2 separate regions of the Mus musculus genome follow, and region 1 is linked to region 2. Evidence: chromatin contacts called from public Hi-C data. All regions are on one chromosome and are shown on one strand. The core of a region is the stretch at or near the end of the contact, and the rest is flanking DNA. Distances in the headings are between cores, read along the strand shown.

Evidence for each region. Hi-C and Micro-C count contacts between places; a contact is called where the count stands out from the background.
Region 1: a Hi-C map of rod photoreceptor shows a contact between it and region 2, with 2.1 times the contacts expected there. The contact joins two enhancer-like sites. A contact is called at or near these places in 1 of 39 promoter capture datasets (hippocampal neurons), 6 of 484 Hi-C or Micro-C datasets (bone marrow-derived macrophages, cerebral cortex, differentiating embryonic stem cells and 2 more), 5 of 115 datasets of contacts at active chromatin or transcription factors (embryonic hindbrain, embryonic stem cells, microglia and 1 more) and 3 of 9 other capture datasets (adipose tissue, liver and pancreatic islet).

Annotation. Positions count from the first base shown.
Region 1 is chr12:117,685,080-117,690,255 of GRCm38.p6, forward strand. Rapgef5 (Rap guanine nucleotide exchange factor (GEF) 5) reads left to right here. Exons shown (of 26, transcript NM_001373989.1): 10 at 3,485-3,603; 11 at 4,069-4,157. Among named protein-coding and RNA genes, the nearest start is that of Rapgef5, 150 kb to the left of the region's middle. Within about 2 kb of position 3,777, at least 135 of the 459 cell types and tissues checked have an H3K27ac peak or open chromatin away from gene starts, as enhancers often do. A contact at or near this core is called in differentiating embryonic stem cells and rod photoreceptor, where this site is marked.
Region 2 is chr12:117,589,641-117,595,299 of GRCm38.p6, forward strand. It overlaps Rapgef5 (Rap guanine nucleotide exchange factor (GEF) 5), which reads left to right. Exons shown (of 26, transcript NM_001373989.1): 6 at 5,601-5,659. Among named protein-coding and RNA genes, the nearest start is that of Rapgef5, 59 kb to the left of the region's middle. Within about 2 kb of position 2,776, at least 16 of the 459 cell types and tissues checked have an H3K27ac peak or open chromatin away from gene starts, as enhancers often do. A contact at or near this core is called in differentiating embryonic stem cells and rod photoreceptor, where this site is marked.

The DNA of each region.
Region 1 (5,176 bases), core at 2,527-5,026, 96 kb after region 2:
AAAGTCTCAGGTTGCCCTGAGACTTCCACACCATCTCCCTCCTTTCCTTAACACTCCTCCGTCCCACTCCCCCTCCCTCCCTTCCCCCCTCCTCCCTTCCTTCCTCCTTTCTTCCCTCCCCCTCCCTTCCTCCTTCTTCCCTCCCTCCCTCTCTCTTCCTTCCCTCCCTCCCTCCCTCCCTCCCTCCCTCCCTCCCTCCCTCCCTCCCTTCCTTCCTCTTCTGCCTCCTCCCTCATCTGTGAATTAAATGTAAAGTTTCAGAGCTTTCTTTACCACTAAGCTATATCCCAGGCCCCCTTTCCAAGCTTCAGTCAGTGTTTTGGTCCTTGCCTCAGGTTGGCTTGAACATGTGATCCTCCTGCCTTAGCTTCCAGAGCACCTGGGCTATGGCTCCTCCTTCTTACCTCTTGCCCCAAAGTGATGCCAGCAGATCTTTTCTTAGGCTTGTCAGTTTGAACATCAATGGGGCAGGCTCTTCCCTGGACCTCCTGATGCTGTTCCCTGCTCCTCCTTCCAGCTCCTCCTGGCTCACCAAGTCCTCATCTCCTTGTAACTTCCCAGAGACTGTTGCTATCAGCCTTCATCTCTTACTGTGTTGTTCCCATTAAATCTCATTTCCTAGTTTCCACACTTGTCTTTCTCCCTTAACTTTATCAACTGCCAAGATCTGAATTATTAACAAACTTGTCTCTATCCTTGGCCTTTGTGCAAAAAACTGTGTTTTCCTTCTAACTGCCTGGTAAATATCTACAGTATTCCATCCTGTCAATACTCAAACATCAGCTGTCATTCTCAGTCTCTTAGGCCACTTATCTTTGACCACCAAACCCCGTGGCTTCCACTTGCCTTGGTCCCCTGCCCTTAGCATCACCTGAGGATGTGACCAAGCTGTGCTTCTGATTTCCTGGTACCAGATAACTTAGTTCAGAGCAGAGTTTGTCTTCTTTGCTTGCTACTTACTGTCCAGCAGGGTGTCCTACCCAAAGGAGGCCCTCTTTGTTTGCTGCATAACAACTGTCAATTACAAGTTTTAATGCTTCTGTTTCAAGGATGATCTGTCATTGAACATATTTTCCACCATTAGTCCTAATTCTTATTTTTACCCTAGCAATTTCTGAAATAAAGATTTAATGCCCCAGCTCGATGGTGCTGTTTCCTCTTTTTCGGGAAAAGGAACTGGGGACAGATGCCGAGATTCGGGTGCATCGATTTAGTCCTCCTTCATAGACGGTTATAACACAAGGGAGTCTTCTGTTTTCACAGCAGGTTTCAATAATTTACATTTTCCCTTGCTCATTGATTTTTCTGCTTCTCCTCTCCCTTATTTTTAACAGGTTCCAAATGGAACCTATTACAGTGGCATAAGATGCTATTGATAGTATATCAATCCGACTCAGCTATTCTCCTGCCCAGTAAAGTATGACTGCTGTGTGCACAGCCATGTCATACATATCACTTACACAGACATTAGCAAAGTCCTGCCCATCCATATGTATGTGTGCAGCCTGCAGAAGTTAATAATGCCATATATCACATGCACATAGGATGTAAAATGTACTTCAGAATGACAGTGGCTCATATAAGATGAATATTGGCTTACGATTAGAGGGAGCTGGGGAAAGACTTTGCCTTCTCACATCTGTTCTTTCAAATAATAGAATTATTTGTCTGATTCCACGTGTCTCGTACCAGCTTTCTTCTCCCCCCCCCCCCACCTTTGCACCATGTATGCCCCTCTCTCCAGCCACTTTAGTTCACTTCAGCCACATGGATAACAAAAGAACTGCTTTGGAGAAATGAAAAGATAGCAATTACACATTGGTATTCATGTTACAGGAGTCACACTGGCCTCCTTGGGGAGTTGAACAATGAATATCCAGCATTAATTGCCACAGACACCATGTGTCTGACCTTGCTGAAACATAATACATCAGTTCTACATAGCAAAATTATTTGTCCATACGAGATCTTAAAAGAATGAACATACAATTATACTGCTGTTTTCCAGGATCACCAATATTGTTTGCCTTTTTTAAAAGAAAAATCCAGGAAGATTTACATTTTCTTAGAAATTAGGGGTTGAGGACACAGTCTCATTTTTCTGTGGGTGATTTGCTGATATTGGTACCTTTCTAGTCTTTTAAAAAGAGAATAAATACACTGATCAGTGATGGGCCTATAGAAGCAATTACACAGCACAGCACACGATAAGGCTCCTTTTATCCACACAGGAAAGAGAGCAGGGTATCCTTCTCTGTGTCTGCACCTAGTTATAGGTAGGATCTTGTCAGCAGAACGGTGCTAGCTAGCACAGAGCTCCTTTGCAAAGAGTTGACATCTTTCAGAGGAAGCTGTCAACTTTTCTTACTCTAACCTTGGGTTTTGTTTTGTTTTTTTCCCAAGTCATCAGCAACATAGAAGATAGCCTTTCTTATTTGCCTTTTAATGTTCTTTTACTGACTCTGGCTGTCTTCCTATGACTGGGTGCTACACATTGGGAGAGTTTTATAGCAAATGCTGTGAAAGTTTGTACCCATGGCTTAGACTTGGGTCTGTACTGCTGGGTCAGCAGGGACTGTCCCCTGACTGAGCCAGGTCAGACAGACACATTGGCTCTGCTCTATGGAAGCTGTGTGTGCAGAAATGAATGATAGTTAAGCTCCTAGACTCTTTTAAAAGGGACAGAGATGAAGAAAGTCAGTGCAGTGGCCCATGACGTCAGAACTTCAGCTGGGATGAGATTCTAACTAGAGATCCATTTTTGCTTGTATTCTGGTAAAACAAGTACCTGATGAATTTGAAAGTCCAGATGAAGTGCAGGCATGGGGGGTGGGGGCGGACAACACAATTGGAAGGAGGTGGAGGAGGCTTGACCTGAATGATCCAGTGGATAGCCCTTTGCCCCTGGTTTAAAGCAAGTCTTTACTCCTTATCTTAGTATTTAATAGTAGGTATGCTGTAGTTTTCAATCCAGGTAAGGACAGTAGTACAAATGCAGCTAGTATGCTGTACATTTTGAAACTTTAAACGTTCTATTCTCTAAATCCAATTACTCCTGGAGGTAGGTTTAAAAATAGAATCTTCAAATCCGCCGGACATGGGCCTTTAATCCCAGCACTTGGGAGGCAGAGGCAGGCGGATTTCTGAGTTCGAGGCCAGTCTGGTCTACAGAGTGAGTTCCAAAACCCTGTCTTGAAAACAAACAAACAAAAAAAGCAAAAAGCAAAAAAAAAAAAAAAAAAAAAAACCTTCAAATCCTAATTCCTGCTCCCCCACTCACAGGTTGCTTTAGCATCCTATGTCTTTAAGGCTTTGTGTGTGTGTTTCCAGAGACCTTGAGCCTAGATTCTGTACTATTAGATGCCTGACCACACTCCTAATTTATTCCAGGTCTTTAAAGAAATGAGGTGAGGCTAGTTGGCTTCTTTTTAATTTTCTCTTCCCCTTTTCTTCTCTCATCCATCACTCTGATCTACAATTAAAGCAAGATGATGAAGTGACGATGGTTCAGGTTAAAGAGCAAGGCCAGAGTGTGCTGGTGCTGAAGAAAGTAGCAAGCTGTGGCCCAGCCCCCACCTCAGGGAGTGCGGAGAACGACGCGAGGTGAGAGTCCCCGCAGCCCAAGCACGCTCGCTCAGGTTTCCTTCCCTGGCTGCTTCCCTTCCCAGCTCCCTCTCACTCACTCGCTCGCTCTGCCGCCTGCCCTACCCTCCCTCCTCCTCCCTCTTTTCTCTCCGCCTCTCCGGCGGCGTTCTAGCTGACTGCAGAGCTCTTAGCAGCCAGATGGACTCAGTTCCCAGTGAAAGGACAAGGATGGCAAGATCTTATAGCCTTTAGGGGATGCCTTTGTTAGGCACTGTTCACAATGGGCAGCTCCCGCTTGCGGGTCTTTGACCCCCCTCTAGAGAGGAAAGATTCCGCGGCGCTCTCAGAGCGCCAGCTGCCCTTGCCTACCTTCGATGTGCCTTATTTCAAATACATCGACGAAGAAGATGAGGACGATGAATGGAGCAGCCGCTCACAGTCTTCCACGGAGGATGACTCGGTGGACTCTCTGCTCTCTGACAGATATGTGGTGGTGTCTGGTACCCCGGAGAAGATCTTGGAGCACCTTTTGAATGACTTGCACCTGGCAGAGGTTCAGCACAAAGAAACAGGTAAGCCGGGGTGTGGGAGGTTGGGGGCTGGGAAGGGGGTCTCCTGCCTCCAAAGCAGAAGCAGCTGATGCCCTGTCAGTATCCCCAGGAGCTAAGCTCCCACTGTTTTGGAAATCAGGATGGGCTGGGAAAGCATATGCTTTGTGTGGCTCCCCTTATGCTTGTGCTGCTTGTTTCAATCCAGTAAATGGACACATGTAGTTCTTGAACAGCTGCCTGGGAAGTCGCTGAAGAAGGAAAATGAGGTGAGGGTAGATGTGTGTACTTGGTAATTTTCGTCAAATCTCGCCTTAAAGCCACTTGGCAAGAAGCCAGTATTCAATAGCTCCTGTGCTATGAAAAGCAGCTCAAGGGGAGGGGGCCATGAAGGGGCTTTCACCTGGTCTGTAGGAAATGCTGGTTGAGTCCTGAGAGTGGCTTCCCTGCCCAAATGCAAACAATTTGCAAACCCTCATTGGCAACAGCAACTTCTGCCCCTTTCCTAGTGCTTATAAACTGCTTGCCCAGCATAAGGATTGGAGCACCTCATATGATACAGCTTCTCTGACCAGAGATCAAAGCCTTGTTGTCCAGATGTCTCACCATCTGACTTTCAGCTTCCTGCACTTTTGGAAACACTGTTACTCTCTGTACCATTGACTTACTGGTCATTTCTTTTCTCATAGAGTGCTTGCTTCTAGTAACCAGCATTTGCCATCTGTTTCAGCCTAGAGCAGTTATCCCCGTGTGAACAGACTTCAGAAAGTAGCCTGAAGTTTGCCACTTGGTGACTGCCATATACTTTTTGAGTCTGCACACAGCACCTGTGACCCCCACATTGTGCAGTGTTGCTTGCATCCAGCAAAGGCAGCTGTAGGTTGCATTAGTGCAAGGCAACTGCTTGGATTTTACCACACAGGGGAGACTGAAATGCCAGCTCAGGACTAAGTTTCCCCTGACTCTGAGTGATGTTTGGCTCTGTACTGCTTTACAGAGGACAGTAAAGGAAGCAATGATGTATGAAATATGTGAATAGGTTA
Region 2 (5,659 bases), core at 1,526-4,025:
ACCCACCCATTCCCATTTTTTGGCCCTGGCGTTCCCCTGTACTGGGGCATATAAAGTTTGCCTGTCCAATGGGCATCTCTTTCCAGTGATGGCCGACTAGGCCATCTTTTGATAAATATGCAGCTAGAGTCGAACTTACAGGCGGTGGCCAGCGGTAGCCAGCGCCATCTTGTAATGGGTATGTGGCTTCCCACAGCCATGGAGTTGGGGAGTCCCCCAAAATCTCCATTGTCTTAGACAAGACTTATCCAGGTATAGGAACAGATTGCTCATCATTACCAGGCCACATCCACATTTGAAAGCAGTACAGGAATTGCAGGAAAATTTGATCCTTTGTGGCTGCTGTACCAGTATTTGAAGTAGTGGTAGGCATCTGCAAAATAAACTGTGAAAAAGATGTCCAAGGACACCAGATTTGAGTCAGCTTTCGATTGGTATCATCACTGTGTACTAGGGCCCAGGAAGCCCATGACAGCCACAGTTTATTGCTACTCAGAAATTTTCTTCTGTCAGCATAACTAGCTGGCTGACGATGGAAAAATAGTCTCTGAAGAAGTCAGCTTGTATTCATTATATTAAAAAAGAATCTCTTTTCTGTCTTAATTTCTTTTCCCATCGGTATTTGCTTTGTAAAATGAGCAGTTCTTACCACCACATCAGTGTTCTGTGTGTGGGACAGGAAGATTGAGACTTCATTGTTAGAGGAGCAAGTTGTGAGGATCTGTGGGGTGTTGTGTGTGTGTGCGCGCCGGTATATGTGTGTATGCATATGTGTGTATGTGTGTACATGTGTGTATGTCATGTGTTTGTGTTTATATGTGTGTGTGCATGTGTGTGTATGTATGTGAATTTGTGTTGTGTGTGCATTTATGTGTATGCATGTATATATGTATGTATGTATATTTGTGTTATGTGTGTGTGTGTGTATTTACGTGTGTGTGTGCATGTGAGTGGTGATGCTAATAACCACAGACTTTGTACAGATCAAACAGTGATGCCGTCTCCCTCGAATAGATTCAACCTTTATTAGTTATATGGTTCTGCACGAAAGATGGTTTTCGCTTTATCTGTGTGAGATAGGAAGCAATGTAAGGATTTTTGAGCACAGAAAAGCTTTTCTAGTTTGCTTTCTGTTGTGATAAAACGCTCTGACCCCAAGCAACTTGGAAGGAAGAGGCTTGGCTTATACTTCCAGGTCACAGTCCATCACTGAGGGAAGGCATGGCAGGAAATCAAGCAGGGACTAAAGCAGAAGCCGTGGAAGGACCCTGTGTACTAGCTTCCTCTTCAGCTCATGTTGACAGCTTTCTTATTCATTAGTCCAGTCTAGTGATGATGCAGCTGGATCCTCCCACATCAATCATCGATCCAGACAGTGTCTCAAAGGCACAGCCACTGGTCAGTCTGACCTGTGAATTGAGGTTCCCTCTTCTCATGTGACTCTAGGCATTGAGGACGAAGGCCATGCTCTAACTTACATGTTCTCAAGGCCACCCTGGCTTCATGGCCAGGATTACAGCAGTAATGATCAACATCGTGAGAGGTGAGAAGAATGCCTCGAAGGAAGAGACAGTGGCAGTACAGGATGGATATAGCATGTATATCTAGTGTACCTCAGTGTTGAAGGGACCGGAGGGTCAAGGATGATGTCTAACCAGAGACATAATGCTGCCATCAATTAAGATAGGGAACACTGTGGGAAGAGAGTATTGGGGTGTGATGTGTCTGTGTACATGTGTGTGTGTGTACACACATGTGTGTGTATGTGAGTGTGCAAGCATATGTGGGACAGGAAGATCGAGACTTCAGTGTTAGAGGAGCAAGTTGTGAGGATCTGTGGGGTGTCATGTGTGTGTGTGCAAGTATGTGTGTGTGTGCATGTGTGTATGTGTGTATATGTGTATGTATGTATATTTGTGTTGTGTGTGTCTGTGTATTTGTATATATGTGTGTGCATGTGTATTTGTATGTGTGTGCATGTGTATATTTGTGTGTATGAGTGTGTGTATGTGTGCATGTGTCTTGTATGTGTATGTCATGTGTGTTTGTGTGTGTATGTATGTCTGTGTGTGCACATGTGTATGTGCACGTGTGTGTGCATGTATGTATGCGTGTGTGTGGGTTGTGAACATGGGTATAATGTTTTCTGGTTACAAGGTCAAGGGACAAGGAACACAGACTTTGCCATCCTTGCATCCACATGGTAGAACTCTAAGGTATTATTAGATTTCACAGGCTTTTAAAAAGCCTCTGCCTCTGGAGCTCAGTGCATTCACTCCCTTGGAGAACTACTAGCTCTGCTTCTGTTGGAAAGCAGAGTCCTTGGGAAGCATCCCTGTAATTCCTAAAGGAAACACCTGCTGGACCAGCGCTTCCTGCAGCCACCAATACTCAGCCAGAGCTCCCTCTTCATAGGACCACTTCCCTGTCCTTTAAGGTGCCTTCCACCCAGGGTCTCTTTGTTTCCCTGCACTAATGACTTGCCAAGCCAGAATCACAGCTTCTCTCCCTTCTTGCTTTCTCCCTCTCTTGTTCCAGTGATAGTGGGGAATCTGCAGATGGCGCACTTGCTGCCTTCCTGCCTTATCTGCTTTTTTTCCTACTTAATCTGATGGTGAAAACTTGGTCTTTCCTGAGTTGCTTCGTTCTTTGCATATGTAAAATAAGAATTTGTCTACATTTGCCATATTAAGCAAACATTATCATTCTGGCATTTTATTAAAGAGCTGGGCAGGGTGTTAAGTTCCAAGTGGCCACAGTGGGGTGTTGGGAGCAGAGTAAGGGACCAGTTGCTGCTTTCCTGGTTTTTCCAGCTCCCCCACTGTTTGCCTGTTTGCCTTGAGCTCCCTGAGATGTACGAAATTTCTGGTGCAGGGAGTTGGGGACCCCCTTAGCAGGGAAGGAAGGTTATTTTTAAACTTAACTGTTCTCAGTAGGCAGTGAGGGTACTCTGGGTGGCATCTAGGAATCTGGATTTTAGAAAGGAAATCTTGGTGTCTGTAGGAGACAGAACAGGACAAGAGAGACCAGAGTCAATCAAATGGGTTAACTGAGGCTATGGATATGTATTCCAGTGCAGTTGAGGGCCTGAACCGAAGGAAGCAGAACCAGGGGTAGAAGCATGAAAGGGTGATTGATGGCTGGATCGCTGCAGTGGGTGCGGGAAGGATGGATGGTCACAGGGTGCTCTGGACCATAAAGAGAAGGGAGCAGGAACAGGACAGCAAGGTGTTAATTTAATTACATATGATTCCTGTGGGGGGTGGGGGTGGGGTGAGGAGGCACTGAGAAGACAGGTGGAAAAACAAGGCATGCTGGTCAGGATTTAGAAACTAGAGAGAGGCCTTCTAGATGTTAATCTGTAAAAGCCATGGTGACTGAGGAGGTAAAGTAGGCTGCAGGTTACAGCCAACCCCAGCGAGAGTATCACACTGCCTCTCCTGAATTATCTTCAGAAATGTTTTTGCCAGGGCGTGTTTTGTGCTGGGAGTATGATAGAAGATAGTTCTGCCTCTGAGCAAGGTTGCAATTATTTTTCAGTAAGGCAACAATAGCTCAGTGGCTGCTCATGAGATAACCAGCAGCAGTGGTAGAGACATGAGCAAACCTTGGGATCATAACTCCTCGCTGTCTCGAAAAACCAACCAACCAACTAACTAACCAACCAACCAACCAACCAAAAAAAACAAAAACAAAAACAAAAACAAAACAAAACAAAACAAAAAACAACAACAACAAAAAAAACCCCATAAACCAAAAACCAAAAACCAAAAAAACCCCATAGCTCCTCCCTGTGGCCTTTTGAAAACAGATTCACAGCTGAGACTGTGTTACTGCAAACTGCTTCATGGCTGCTAACTAAACTTTCAGGTGCTGTTTGTGATAGATTACTTAAGGCAGCTATAGAGACACAGAAGGTAGAACGGAAGAGCCGTGTGCTGTGACCTTATGCGGGACCATGTTTCTTCATCATGAGGGGCAAGTTCTGTTAGTCATTTGTACAGAAGGTGGAATATGGCTTCTTATAGAGGCAGAAGTGGCTTCCACACTGTGGTCCCTCCTTTCTGGAACTTCAAGGGAAGCTGGGACCTGTAGTCTTTTATAATCAGGAAACTATTGGTTTGAGTCTGAGAAACCTAGAAAGGCACAGGCAGTCAGTGTTTTGCTGCAGAGATGGGTAGATGCAGACACATAAGTTCAGTGTTATGCTCTGTGGTGTACTTGGTTCTTAATTTCCTTTCAGATCTGTTCAATTTACTGAGCCAAATTATATAAGCCAATTCAATGGTTTGAGTTATGTAGGGTTTTAAATCTCTTCTCAGTATAGCCTCCTATTTAATAATAAGGATTGTTTTTAGAAATACTCATTGTATGGGTATCTTTTAAAAAGACATGTGAAGATGAAATGCTCAGTTTCTTCTGCAGATATTTAGTTAGGTAGTGGTTCAAAACTTTAGCTGCAACACCAGCAATTAAGGTGGGTGACAAGCTTAGCCGAGCTCCATAGCTGCTTCTCGCTGTTCTTATAAAGGCATTGGCTTGTATTCCTTCCTCGGATTTGAAGGTTGTGACTTTCTTTCTGAAAAGTAGTTGAATAACACTTATAGAATCAAGTAACCAATGGCCAAACTGATCAACTAGCTCATCTCTTCTTACAAAACTGGAGGCCCGTTCTGTGGAGAGCTGGGAGACAGCCTCCTGCCTTTAGGGGAGTGCTCCAGCTGGCTCACCTCAGCTACATGAGATGGGAATCAATCACTGATTGAAATGAAAGTAGCATTTCTGATACTTTGCTTTCCAGATCAATTACCAAGAATCTCTCATCTACAGGCTGTGCTGAAAGGGATTGCTTATGGAAATAGATTTAGTGCGTAATTTTATATACTCATTTAGCATTCATTCATTGGTTTTTTGGCCAAACCAGAAAAAAATGATGAATAAGATTTTATAAGTATAAAATTTATTATTGTATACATTGTGAAAATAATGTAGGCTATTTTTAAAGTGATCTTGTACCACTATGTCTTGTTTATTTCCTGATATTTGGATAACTTCTTTTTCTCTTCACTTTGGCCATGATTTCCTGAAAAATCAGAGTTTCTTCTCTTTTCTTTTTTTTCCTAAATTTTATATAATAATTTCCACCATGGGATTAGGCCTAAAAATATACTATTTCACAGTGAATTTGCTTGGGCTGAAACTAAGTGCAGTGGAAAATTCACATTTCATAGCTTCACAGTTTTACTTAGATTTGGGGGAACTTGGTGTTTAACCACCCTATGTCCATATCTATGTTTTTCATGACCGTATCTGTAGATCAGGTATGCCAGGGTTATCCCGTGATGTTATCTGGGGAGTAGCGCTCGGTCCACTGAACTCAGCTGGTCCATTAGGAAGAGCTACTGGATAACTGATTCTAAAGAACAGTTGGTTGGTAAAGGGTGGTGTCTCTTTGGCTCTGCCAACACGCTGTTATTTGCATACTTTCATTCATGACCTAATGAGAATTGACAATGTCTCTTTGCCTCTTATTTTCTAAATTTGGTAGTTAAGCTTGAGCCACCAGTGCTAAGGAGTGATTTGTTGTTTGTTTCTTAAAGGTCTCACCAGAAAACGGAAGACTCGGAGGAAAGCAGTGATGAGATTCTTGCTCGGCTAA